2 separate regions of the Zea mays genome follow, and region 1 is linked to region 2. A link is a contact called in public Hi-C data. All regions are on one chromosome and are shown on one strand. The core of a region is the stretch at or near the end of the contact, and the rest is flanking DNA. Distances in the headings are between cores, read along the strand shown. Region 1 holds the start of LOC118477033 (tyrosine-sulfated glycopeptide receptor 1). Region 2 holds the start of LOC100283801.

Region 1 (4,987 bases), core at 1,890-4,389, 170 kb after region 2:
CTTATGGTCTATATAAATACGAGAAAAATAAATTATCAAAATATTAAGTTACAAATTTTGATCTATTTTTATAGGCCTCCAAATAGTGGATGTGAAGAGATGCAAAAGAAAACGTTTGTATCCGGGATGTACATAATGTTTCCATACTGCAGCAGTGTGTTTTCTGGCTTCAAGAATGTAATTGTACATAGGCAATGGATTTAGCTGAAGCTCCAAGCATGTTCTTAATAAGATCCCAACGTGTGCATAGGCAAAGTGTACATAACCTCAAACAATATCTTTGATTTGTCTTTGTAATATGAGCAGACTAGCATACAACACGCGTGCTAACGTTGGTGATGGAGGACTCACAAAAAATCTCATGTTGTTATTAAACACCAAAACATTTGAGATCCTAGATGCTTTTAGGCTTTAGGGCCACATTTGCACGAGGCTAGGAGGCAACGACATGCTCCTTCTCTTTCTCCTTTGGCTCTAGAATGACATTTCTAATATTTATACTACAAATGAGGACATATTATTAAATTTAAGCAAGAAAATACAATGATCAAGAGGTATAAAAATGCAGTCTTGTTACCACACTCAAACTCTAGATATCCACAATCACATAAAAAAGAGTTCTCAAGTCGTTCATTGGCAGCTCTGTTCTTCTCCTTGCCTATCATCGGCGAAGGGTTGGGAGAGACGGAACCCACCACTCGAAGTGCTCGTGTGGCCATCTCCATCTCCACCATTGATTGAAAAGAAGGTACCAAACTCGTCAGGACAATCGAAAGAAAAAAAAAACACCTCTTATGATTCAAAATGAGTTCATGTCACTAACTTATCAGCAATTTAATAAGACATATCAAGCAATAGTAAAAATAAAATAAAATGACCATGAACAACTGTTTACATTAAAAACGGTCGCATAGAAGTAATGAGTAGCTCTGTATGGATGCCTTGACTGAAACATGTGGGCGATAGTTTATCTTAATAGAGATTGGTTTCCAAAAAAAGTATGTTTAAAATGGATTAAAGAATAAAAAAACTCATAGGAGGCCGGTGTGAATCAAGGGCTAGGCAGGTGTGTGTGTGGCCACACCTCCACGTTAGATCCAGTCGTGCAGTGCCCGTGAGCGCGCTGACCGAGACCGACGCATGGGTAAGGTTGGACGGGAAGGCCGTCGTTGTCCACTCCACGCGCATCCTTTCATCCAGTCGTGCAAGTGCAACGAAGAGAGCGCGCTGACCGAGACCGATCGCATGGGGTTGGACGTACACGCGCATGCCGTTGCCGTGGGTCCCCGTGGCTTCTTCTGCGTCCTCCTGTCGTCCCGTGCTTCCACCCCAATCTCCATGTCTGCCTGGCTGCAGGTAGCAGAGAGTCCCGGAGCCACCCTGCTATGCTCTCCCGGCAGGTTCCTCTGCAATTTGACTTCTGCGAAAGATAAACAAATAGAGTGTGAATACAAGCAGCAGCAGCAGCAGCCAGACGAGACCTCAAAGTGTTCTTCTAGGAAAAAGACGCAGAAAGGGACGCAGCGCTAGCTCGGCACTGATCAGCTGAGCAGGCTGGACAGTAGTAGTGTTTAGTGCCATCCGTCCGTCCACTTCCACTGGCCGTTCCGCAGTCGACACCACGAAAGATAATAAGAGAGCATCATGCAATACAAGGACGGGACGACCACTATCCACTATGAAACGCGCAAGTGCACCCCACTAGCCAAGCAAGCAAGCAATCATTATCCACATCAACATGATCATGAGCCGCTGGAGTCAGGGGCCGGCCATGGAAAACAGCCGCACAAGGACAGGGCTTCAGGTCGCCGTCAACAGCCACCTTCATCGACCTCTCTCTCTCTCTGCCTTTTCTTATATCTCTCTATCCTCCAAAGTCCAGACCGTGTCGATACCCTGACCACGGCGCCAATCATGGACCTAAAAATCACTGCATAGTGACGCTCTCTCCCTGCGCTGCCCTCTAATGCTATCTCTAGCAACTCTCTTATCTTAAATTTTACTCTGCAAACAGTGCTACAGTACAAATAAGTGAGATCAGGGCTGTTCCTGACTTTTGAGGGGCCTGGGACAAGATTATAAACAGAGACCCTAACACCATAAAGACTTGAGCAGTAAAAAATAGAAGTAAGATTATTACCTCAAATATATTGTAGAGATCAATTTAAAAATGTCTTCTAACATTTCTAGATGCAAAATCATCAATGATGGCTTCAATATTGACATCATCTAATAATTTCTTCTCAATACATAAAGTTGCTAGCCCGTTTAACCTTTCTTAAGACATTGCAGACCTTAAATAATTCTTCAATAACTTAAGCTTTGAGAAGCTCCTTTCAGCTGATGTCTAGTTATTGGTATAGTAAATAATATCCGATAAGCAACAAATATATTGGGATAGCAATCCATTCTCCTAACAAACTCAAAAATATATTGGTATAGTAAATAATATCCGTTTCTATCCTATATTTCTATTGGACTTTGTGTACGGTGGGGCCCCTGGGAGATGGGGGCCAGGTCGACCGCCCCTCCCGCCCTGCCTCAGGCACGACCCTGAGTGAGATCTGCTGGGTACAACCTTAGGCCAACTCTAACAGGCCGTGTAAACGTCCGTGCAAACTATCGATGGCCAATAAGCACGAGGCCCGTGAGCCCGGCACGAAGCCCGCTGTTTGGGCCCGATCCGAGCCCAGCACGACCCGGTTCTATACGGGTCCGGGCCTGCCCGGCACGAATAAGCGGACTGGGCTCGGACAGGAAATTAGGCACGGTGGGCTAGTCCGGCACGGTCCATTTACCTCTAAGCCCGTTAAGCCCATTTTTTACACTAAATCGTGCTTACTGGCCCGCTTAACCCGTTTTCGGCCCGCTTTTTAGGTAGACGGCCCGACCCGGTGTTCTAACCGTGCCTGGCGGGCCAGGCCGAGCGGCCAGTTTGGCCATCTCTAGTGCAAACTGTATATTGCACTGTTTACATAGTGAAGTTTGAAATAAAAAGTCTAGTGGAGATAGTCTTACCAATTGAAAATCCTGAAGGCATTCAGCTTCTTTGGAAAACACCGGACACGCAACTTTTCCCTGTCAACCCACGCTGGTAAAACGGCACGCCGTATATGAAGTCAAATCTGCCACAGGAAGAAATAAAATATTAATATATGTGATCAGGTAAATCACGGCGGTCTGTAATAACGGCAACAACTCAGCCAGTCAGCCGGGCCTGGTGACTCGCAGAAGGCAAATTCAGTAGTATTTTATAAGGCCAAGATGCTTGTTCAGATGGATCAGGTAGCCGCCGGCCGCCACCGATGGAACGTCGGAGTGTGAACAAGCAGCAGGCTGCTTCTCGTCTGGTACTCTGGTGTATATAAAATAGAACCATAACGAGCACCGTGTTATGGGCATCTGATCGTTGACTCCATTTTTCTTTGGGTGGCCACGGCTGTCAATGGACGACCACCAAGAGGCGCCTCCTCCTCCTTCTACTTCTACGGTTCTACCCCCATTGCTTGCTCCTCCCTGATCAGACACAGACCATTGGCACATACTTCGTCTAGACGGGAGTAGTGCAGTGCAGGACACACAGCTTCAGCGCGGCATCTGGTTCGTTCCCATGCTAGTTCCAATTCCAACACGAAGCCATGCAGCCACTCCACGTTTCATGCAAGAGAAGCCGGAGCCGGAGCCGGAACCGGAACACACTGCACGTACCTCCTTCCACCGGCCTCGCGCCCTCGCCCTTGCGCTGCTGCTCATCTCCATCTCCTGGGAGTCCTGCGCCAGCGCCTGCGGGGAGCCGGAGAGGGCGTCCCTGCTCCAGTTCCTCGCGGAGCTCTCTTACGACGCCGGCCTCACCGGGCTCTGGCGAGGCACCGACTGCTGCAAGTGGGAAGGGATCACCTGCGACGACCAATACGGGACAGCCGTCACCGTCAGCGCCATCTCGCTGCCTGGCAGGGGCCTCGAGGGGCGCATCTCGCAGTCCCTCGCTAGCCTCGCCGGCCTGCGGCGCCTCAACCTGTCCTACAACTCGCTGTCCGGTGACCTGCCGCTCGGACTGGTGTCGGCGTCCGGCAGCGTCGCCGTCCTCGACGTCAGCTTCAACCAGCTCAGCGGAGACCTGCCGTCTCCAGCGCCGGGCCAGCGGCCTCTCCAGCTACAGGTACTCAACATCTCGAGCAACTCGTTCACGGGGCAGCTCACGTCCACGGCGTGGGAGAGGATGCGGAGTCTGGTCGCGCTGAACGCCAGCAACAACAGCTTGACCGGGCAGATCCCGGACCAGTTCTGTGCCACAGCGCCGTCCTTCGCCGTGCTCGAACTCAGCTACAACAAGTTCAGTGGCGGCGTGCCCCCAGGGCTTGGGAACTGCTCCATGCTCAGAGTACTCAGGGCTGGCCACAACAACCTCAGCGGGACTCTCCCCCGTGAGCTTTTCAACGCTACATCGCTGGAACGCCTCTCCTTCTCCAGCAACTTTTTGCATGGAACAGTCGATGGCGCACATGTAGCCAAGCTCTCCAATCTGGTCGTCCTTGACCTAGGAGACAACAGTTTCGGCGGCAAGATACCTGATACCATAGGTCAGCTCAAGAGATTGCAAGAACTTCATCTGGACTATAACAGCATGTATGGGGAGCTGCCACCAGCCCTGAGCAACTGCACGGATCTCATAACTCTAGACCTTAGGAGCAACGGTTTCAGTGGCGAACTCTCCCGGGTTGATTTCAGCAACATGCCCAGTCTAAGAACCATAGATCTCATGCTGAATAACTTCAGTGGCACGATTCCGGAGAGCATATACTCCTGTAGAAACCTGACTGCGCTGCGGCTAGCTTCGAATAAGTTCCATGGACAGTTATCAGAAGGGCTAGGCAACCTGAAGTCCCTCTCGTTCCTGTCGCTTACAAACAACAGCCTTTCAAATATAACAAACGCGCTTCAGATACTGAGGAGCTCCAAGAACCTGACCACGCTTCTTCTTGGAATC
Region 2 (5,377 bases), core at 1,254-3,753:
ATACGCGTAGTGTTGAACAAGGCCGACCAAGTTGACACACAACAGGTACAAGTTTTTCCTTGCAATCGATTTGTATGACCTGTTATGCTTATCCTTTATTTCGTTTGCTAAAAGGTCTATTATGATGAATAATTTTTTTTCTTCTGTCTTCTGCGCTACAGCTTATGAGAGTGTATGGTGCATTGATGTGGTCTCTTGGGAAAGTGCTAAATACTCCTGAGGTTGTGCGTGTGTATATCGGGTACTTTCTTATGCCTGCTATTTGTTACATTTACTCCTCTATTACTTTTGAGCAATGGACGTGTTACAAGGCTTGTACAATAAGTAAAAAAATATATGCATGTTGATGGAGGTTCAAAATTCAAATTAAAATATATATCTAATTTGCATTGGGTTGTAGCCGAATCTTCACAAAAGTTAGCAGTTGTTCAACAGAGTATAAACTAATTGGGTTGTCACTTTGGAATCATTATTTGCAGATCATTTAATGATAAGCCAGTGAATGATTCAGCTGTTGGGCCAATTGGAAAAGACTTGTTTGAGAGGGAGCAAGATGACCTCCTCTGTGACCTGAAGGACATTCCTAAGAAAGCCTGTGATCGACGGGTAAGTTGAAATGTTGAGTCATCTGTCAGAATCCTCCCTTCCTGTACTGGATTTCTGAAACGGACAGCACCGTTTCTTCCAGGTCAATGAGTTTGTTAAGCGTGCCCGAGCTGCCAAGATCCATGCTTACATAATTGGCCATCTGAAGAAGGAGATGCCTGCAATGATGGGAAAAGCCAAGGCTCAGCAGCGACTCATAGACAACTTAGACGAGGAGTTTGCAAAGGTACTTACACATAACTTGATTGCTCGTATGTCTATGACTGGGGTCTAATTTCATATTTTCAGCAGAAGATTTTCTTGATAAGATTGATCATTTGAATAGTAAAATGTTGCTTTTGGGCAAAAGTTTTTTCTTGGGGGGTTACTAATGGGTAGGCTGCAGGTATATGATAACTCGTCTACAACTAACCTTGATTTGGTCGCACCTAAATCCAAAGTTACTGTCATTTTTCCTCTTTTCTTTTTGCTCAACATCCCTCTGCTTGGCTGATACTCGTGGTCCGGTGGAACAGGTGCAGAGGGAATACCATCTCCCCGCCGGAGACTTCCCCGACGTCGAGCACTTCAAGCAGGTGCTGGGCGGGTACAGCATCGACAAGTTCGAGAAGCTGAAGCCGAAGATGGTGCAGGCGGTGGACGACATGCTCGCTCACGACATCCCGGAGCTCCTCAAGAACTTGCGGAACCCGTACGAGTGAACTGATCTGACCTCTCGCGTCCGTCGGTTGTAAAAAGATTATCTTAGCTGTCACGTCCGGTGATGGCGGACGGACGAGGCAGACGTTCCTGGGAGGGAGATGCCTAGACGGTTACGGGTCACTACTTCTAGCTGTCCGCAGCTGTGCCAAAACCGAGAGGACACATGAGGGTTCAGATCGGACAGCCACAGCGCATAGCCTGTGTTGGTTTCGGCGTCAGTGCTCTCTGCACGCGAAGGAGCTGCTGCGGCACCGTTGCCGTGCCGTCTCGCTGTGATACATTTTCCCTCGTGACGAGATGAAAAGAGAGTTGCAGGCGGCAGAAGCGATACGGTGCAATGATAGCTTGAGACCATGTGACGTTGCTGGGCCTGGGCGGCACACGATGCGTGACGCACCAGCGCCGCGCCGCACCCGCTGCCTTTGCCCTGTGGTGTCCCGGCTGGTGGTGTTTTGCGTACGAGCGCGGGGCAGATCGTTTGGACCTGGATGGACGGTGTCTGGCCGACTCCACACACATGATAATGGGCTCGCCCTTGAAGTGGGGCCGTGTGTCGTCCGTCCCTCTCCCTTGGTGGCCTGCTTTTTTTTTCTTTGAAAAAATTACTGGAACCTCTAGATATTGTTTTCCCAGAAATCCTAGATGAGCTGGTGGATTACACGCATTCCAAAGCGGTCAAAGAACATGGACGTGAGACAGGTAAATGGCGGTTAGTTTTTATGTTTAATTACCGCACTGGCTTGGCTTAGCTTTGCACGTGGAAGAAGTGAAACAAGCTCGATTCAGCTCCCGTTTGGCAGCACTAAACTGACGGTGTCCACAGCCACAGGCAGGCAGGCAGCACAGTGGCGCGAATATGCCGCCCCCGCACTAGTGGCACCGCGGCTACCAGCACGACACGCTCGGGCGCACCCAGGCCAGGCCGGCAAGCGTCGCATCGGCATCGCTAAAATCCGGCGCGCCCAACCCACCACACCACACCGCTGGGTCTGGCCTCTGGCGGTGGCGACTGGCGAGGCTTGAGAGGAGGCGCGGCAGGCAGAGGCAGCCGACCGACCCCGGGACGTGGACGTGGTGACGCGGTCGGGGAAATCAACCCGACAGACCGACGCGGCGCCCGGGTCGTGGCGGGCCCGGCGTGTCAGCCTCCGCGGGGCCGTGCCGACCAAACAGGCGCGGGCGCGGGAGGAAAGGTAAGGAAAGGCCACTCGGGGGGCGGGGCGGGGCCTGGCCAAGCCAAGCCAAACGCGGAGTCGCCGAGGAGGAGGAGGAGGACAAGGCACAACAAGCCGCACGAGAAGGCAGGCAGGGCAGGGCAGGGCAGGGCAGAGGGGAAGAAAGAGGAGGAGGAGAAGAAGCGCGTGGAGGAGCGGGATGCGGCGGGCGAGGCTGCCGCCGGTCCCGGTCCCGACGGCGCCGGGGGACGCGGGGCCGGAGGTGAAGTACCGCGGGGTGAGGCGGCGGCCGTCGGGGCGGTACGCGGCCGAGATCCGGGACCCGGCTAGGAAGACCCCGATCTGGCTGGGCACCTTCGACTCGGCCGAGGCCGCGGCCCGCGCCTACGACGCCGCAGCCAGGACCATCCGCGGCGCCGCCGCGCGGACCAACTTCCCCTCCGCGCCCACCTCCGCCGCGGTCGCGCCGCCGCCGCCACTCCCCGCCTCAACCGCCGCCGCGGCGGGCGCGGCGACGTCCAGCCTCAGCAGCACCGTGGAGTCCTGGAGCGGCGGCGGCGGCGGCGGCGCGCCCGCCGGGATCCTCCGCGCCGCGGCCGCCCCGGCCGCCGAGGAGGACTGCCGCAGCTACTGCGGCTCCTCGTCGTCGGTCCTCTGCGAGGACGGCGCGTCGGGTCCGGGCTGCGGCGACGAGGCCGCCGCGCCGCCGCCGTTGCCGTTCGATCTGAACGTGCCGGACCCGGCGGCCGACGACATGGACTGGCGCTGCGACACGCTGCTCCGCCTCTAGCCGCCGCCGCCGCAGGCCCGCAACCACTCCTCCCCAGACTGGTGCCCCCAGGATATCTCGCTCGCTTCGCGTGGCCGGCCGACGCTGATCCGGCGGAACGGAGCGGAGCAATGCGTGCGTGCGTACCCCACCCCGCCATGAAGTGCTATCGTGCTATTTTGCTATTCTCTCCATAGAAATTGATAATTTTAGTCTCTCTCTCTTTTTTTTTACCACTGCCAAGACTCGGTAATTACTCTGTGATAATGTGAATAACTCATTATGTAATCCGTGGGGAGTGGAGGGAGCCTGGTCTCGCGAAACCTTCCTGTCTCCTCCTGCTGTGTGTGTATCTGTAGCAGCAGCAGCAGCAGCACGATGTAATACTGTCTGTCTTGCTGTAATTCTCAAGAGATAATGGAATTAAGAGTGATTTACAGACACCTTGCTTCTGTGTACTTACTGGCTGCTACTTACTTCGATTGTGATATAGGGCGTGTTCGGCTGGCTGCAAGCCGACACTGTTGCAGCTGTTTGGATTGCTGCAGCTGCAATCCATAGAGAGAAAAATACTGTAGAAGCCGTAGCCGCAGCCGGATTGCAGCCGCAGCAAGCCGCAGCGAACAAGCTGATATACTTGTGTGCCCTGTCCTTCATGAGAGCAGAGCTGCAGAAGTTCTCGAGTGGAATCAGGATTTCCAGGAGTATGATCGGCTTCAGTCCAAAGCCAGCCGATAGCATCTGAGATCTGATCCGGGCTGGGACGCGTTGCGGCACTCTGCAGAGCGGGCAGAAAACCCCATCAGGTCAGGGTCCGGGGCTGGGGACACACGTTGCCGTCGGACGAGCCTGTGCTGTGCGCCGCGGATCGGGACTGCGATTGGGGGGCGATGGCAATTGGCATGCGCTCGCTGCACGGCTGCCGGCTGCCGGCTGCCGGCTGCCGCAGTGCTGTGGTGTGGTGTGGTGTGGTGTGGTGCAGCGGCAGCGGTTGGATGGGCCGGCAAAAATCTCGTCCACTCCAACGGCTGATATCGATTGGTTGGTTGGACGGACGACGGACCCCGCCCCCGGGCGGACCGACGAGTGGTGCAGGTGCTACAACGTTTTGTGCTGTGTGGGTCGTGACGGTGGCTCGACGCGGGTCGGGGAAAGGTGAGTTTCGCTCCCAGCCGAGTGCTCCGCTACGCACGCACGCACGCGGCACACACGGACCTTTGTTTCTGGCATGTGCTTTATGTAGCTAGGGAGGGGGAGAGCCTGGCACGGCACGGGTGGACGGACGGACGGACGGCAGCGTGTGGCGCCGTCGCTCGCTGAACGGTGGCCGCGAACTCCGCCCCGCGCCGGCTGTCCTTGCCTGTCGATTGGTGCAACGTTCACCCAAGCAGCACCCTGCCGCTGCGCCTTGCAGGTCGTTGAGCGCCGGCGACCAGCGCACCGAGCCTTGCAGGTCACGGCTTCCTCGCGCCGCGTCTCCAGTCCACCGTGAGAGTGAGACGACGACGACCAGCGGCCCAACCACGCGCCTGCCTCTCGGATCCCCCCTTGTGCCGGCCTGCTGGCTGGGCCCAACACGGGCTGGGTCTCCTCACGCACCGCACGCTGGGCCAGTGGACCGACGCGGCCTATCAGTCTCTCCATAAGGGTCCATATATAACAAGAGAGAAAGGAAAAAAACAGTACAGCCTGATTGAACTGTGTCTAACTCTAAACTAGCTGTTGGATTTGAAAGACCCGCTCAAACTTTAACACTGCATAATATAAATATAATCTAACTTTTAAAATCGGACAAAAATATTTTTTTAAAACTACTTGAAGTGATTTTTTTGCATGGTTTTACTGACGTGGCAGTGGGGCCACTCGCCATCTGCTCTCTCTTTCTCTCCCTCCCTTCCTTTTGGTACATAGGAAAGAACAACGTTTTCATGTAAAAAAATGTATGAATTCGATAAAAGCTATAAAATATAGGAGGTTTAGGCCGTGTTCAGCAGATCGTGCATATCATCGTGTAAAACATTTTTTTCCACCGTAGATAGTAGAGTGAAGTTTGAATCAGAAGATGAGATAGAGAATATCATGTGACGGGTGCTAGAGATAGCCTCAGAAAAGTTGATACCATACG

The links. Hi-C and Micro-C count contacts between places; a contact is called where the count stands out from the background.
Region 1: a Hi-C map of bundle sheath shows a contact between it and region 2, with 2.2 times the contacts expected there. The contact joins the promoter of LOC118477033 here to the promoter of LOC100283801 in region 2. A contact is called at or near these places in 3 of 25 Hi-C or Micro-C datasets (bundle sheath, ear and leaf).

The regions. Positions count from the first base shown.
Region 1 is chr4:245,900,857-245,905,843 of Zm-B73-REFERENCE-NAM-5.0, forward strand. LOC118477033 (tyrosine-sulfated glycopeptide receptor 1) reads left to right here and starts at 3,140. Exons shown (of 1, transcript XM_035967560.1): 1 at 3,140-4,987. The coding sequence starts at 3,611.
Region 2 is chr4:245,729,604-245,734,980 of Zm-B73-REFERENCE-NAM-5.0, forward strand. It overlaps LOC100283801, which reads left to right and starts at 2,504. Exons shown (of 1, transcript NM_001156700.2): 1 at 2,504-3,695. The coding sequence starts at 2,683. The coding sequence ends at 3,273. LOC100272658 reads left to right here. Exons shown (of 16, transcript NM_001147116.1): 12 at 1-45; 13 at 162-241; 14 at 480-606; 15 at 689-832; 16 at 1,122-1,630. The coding sequence ends at 1,307.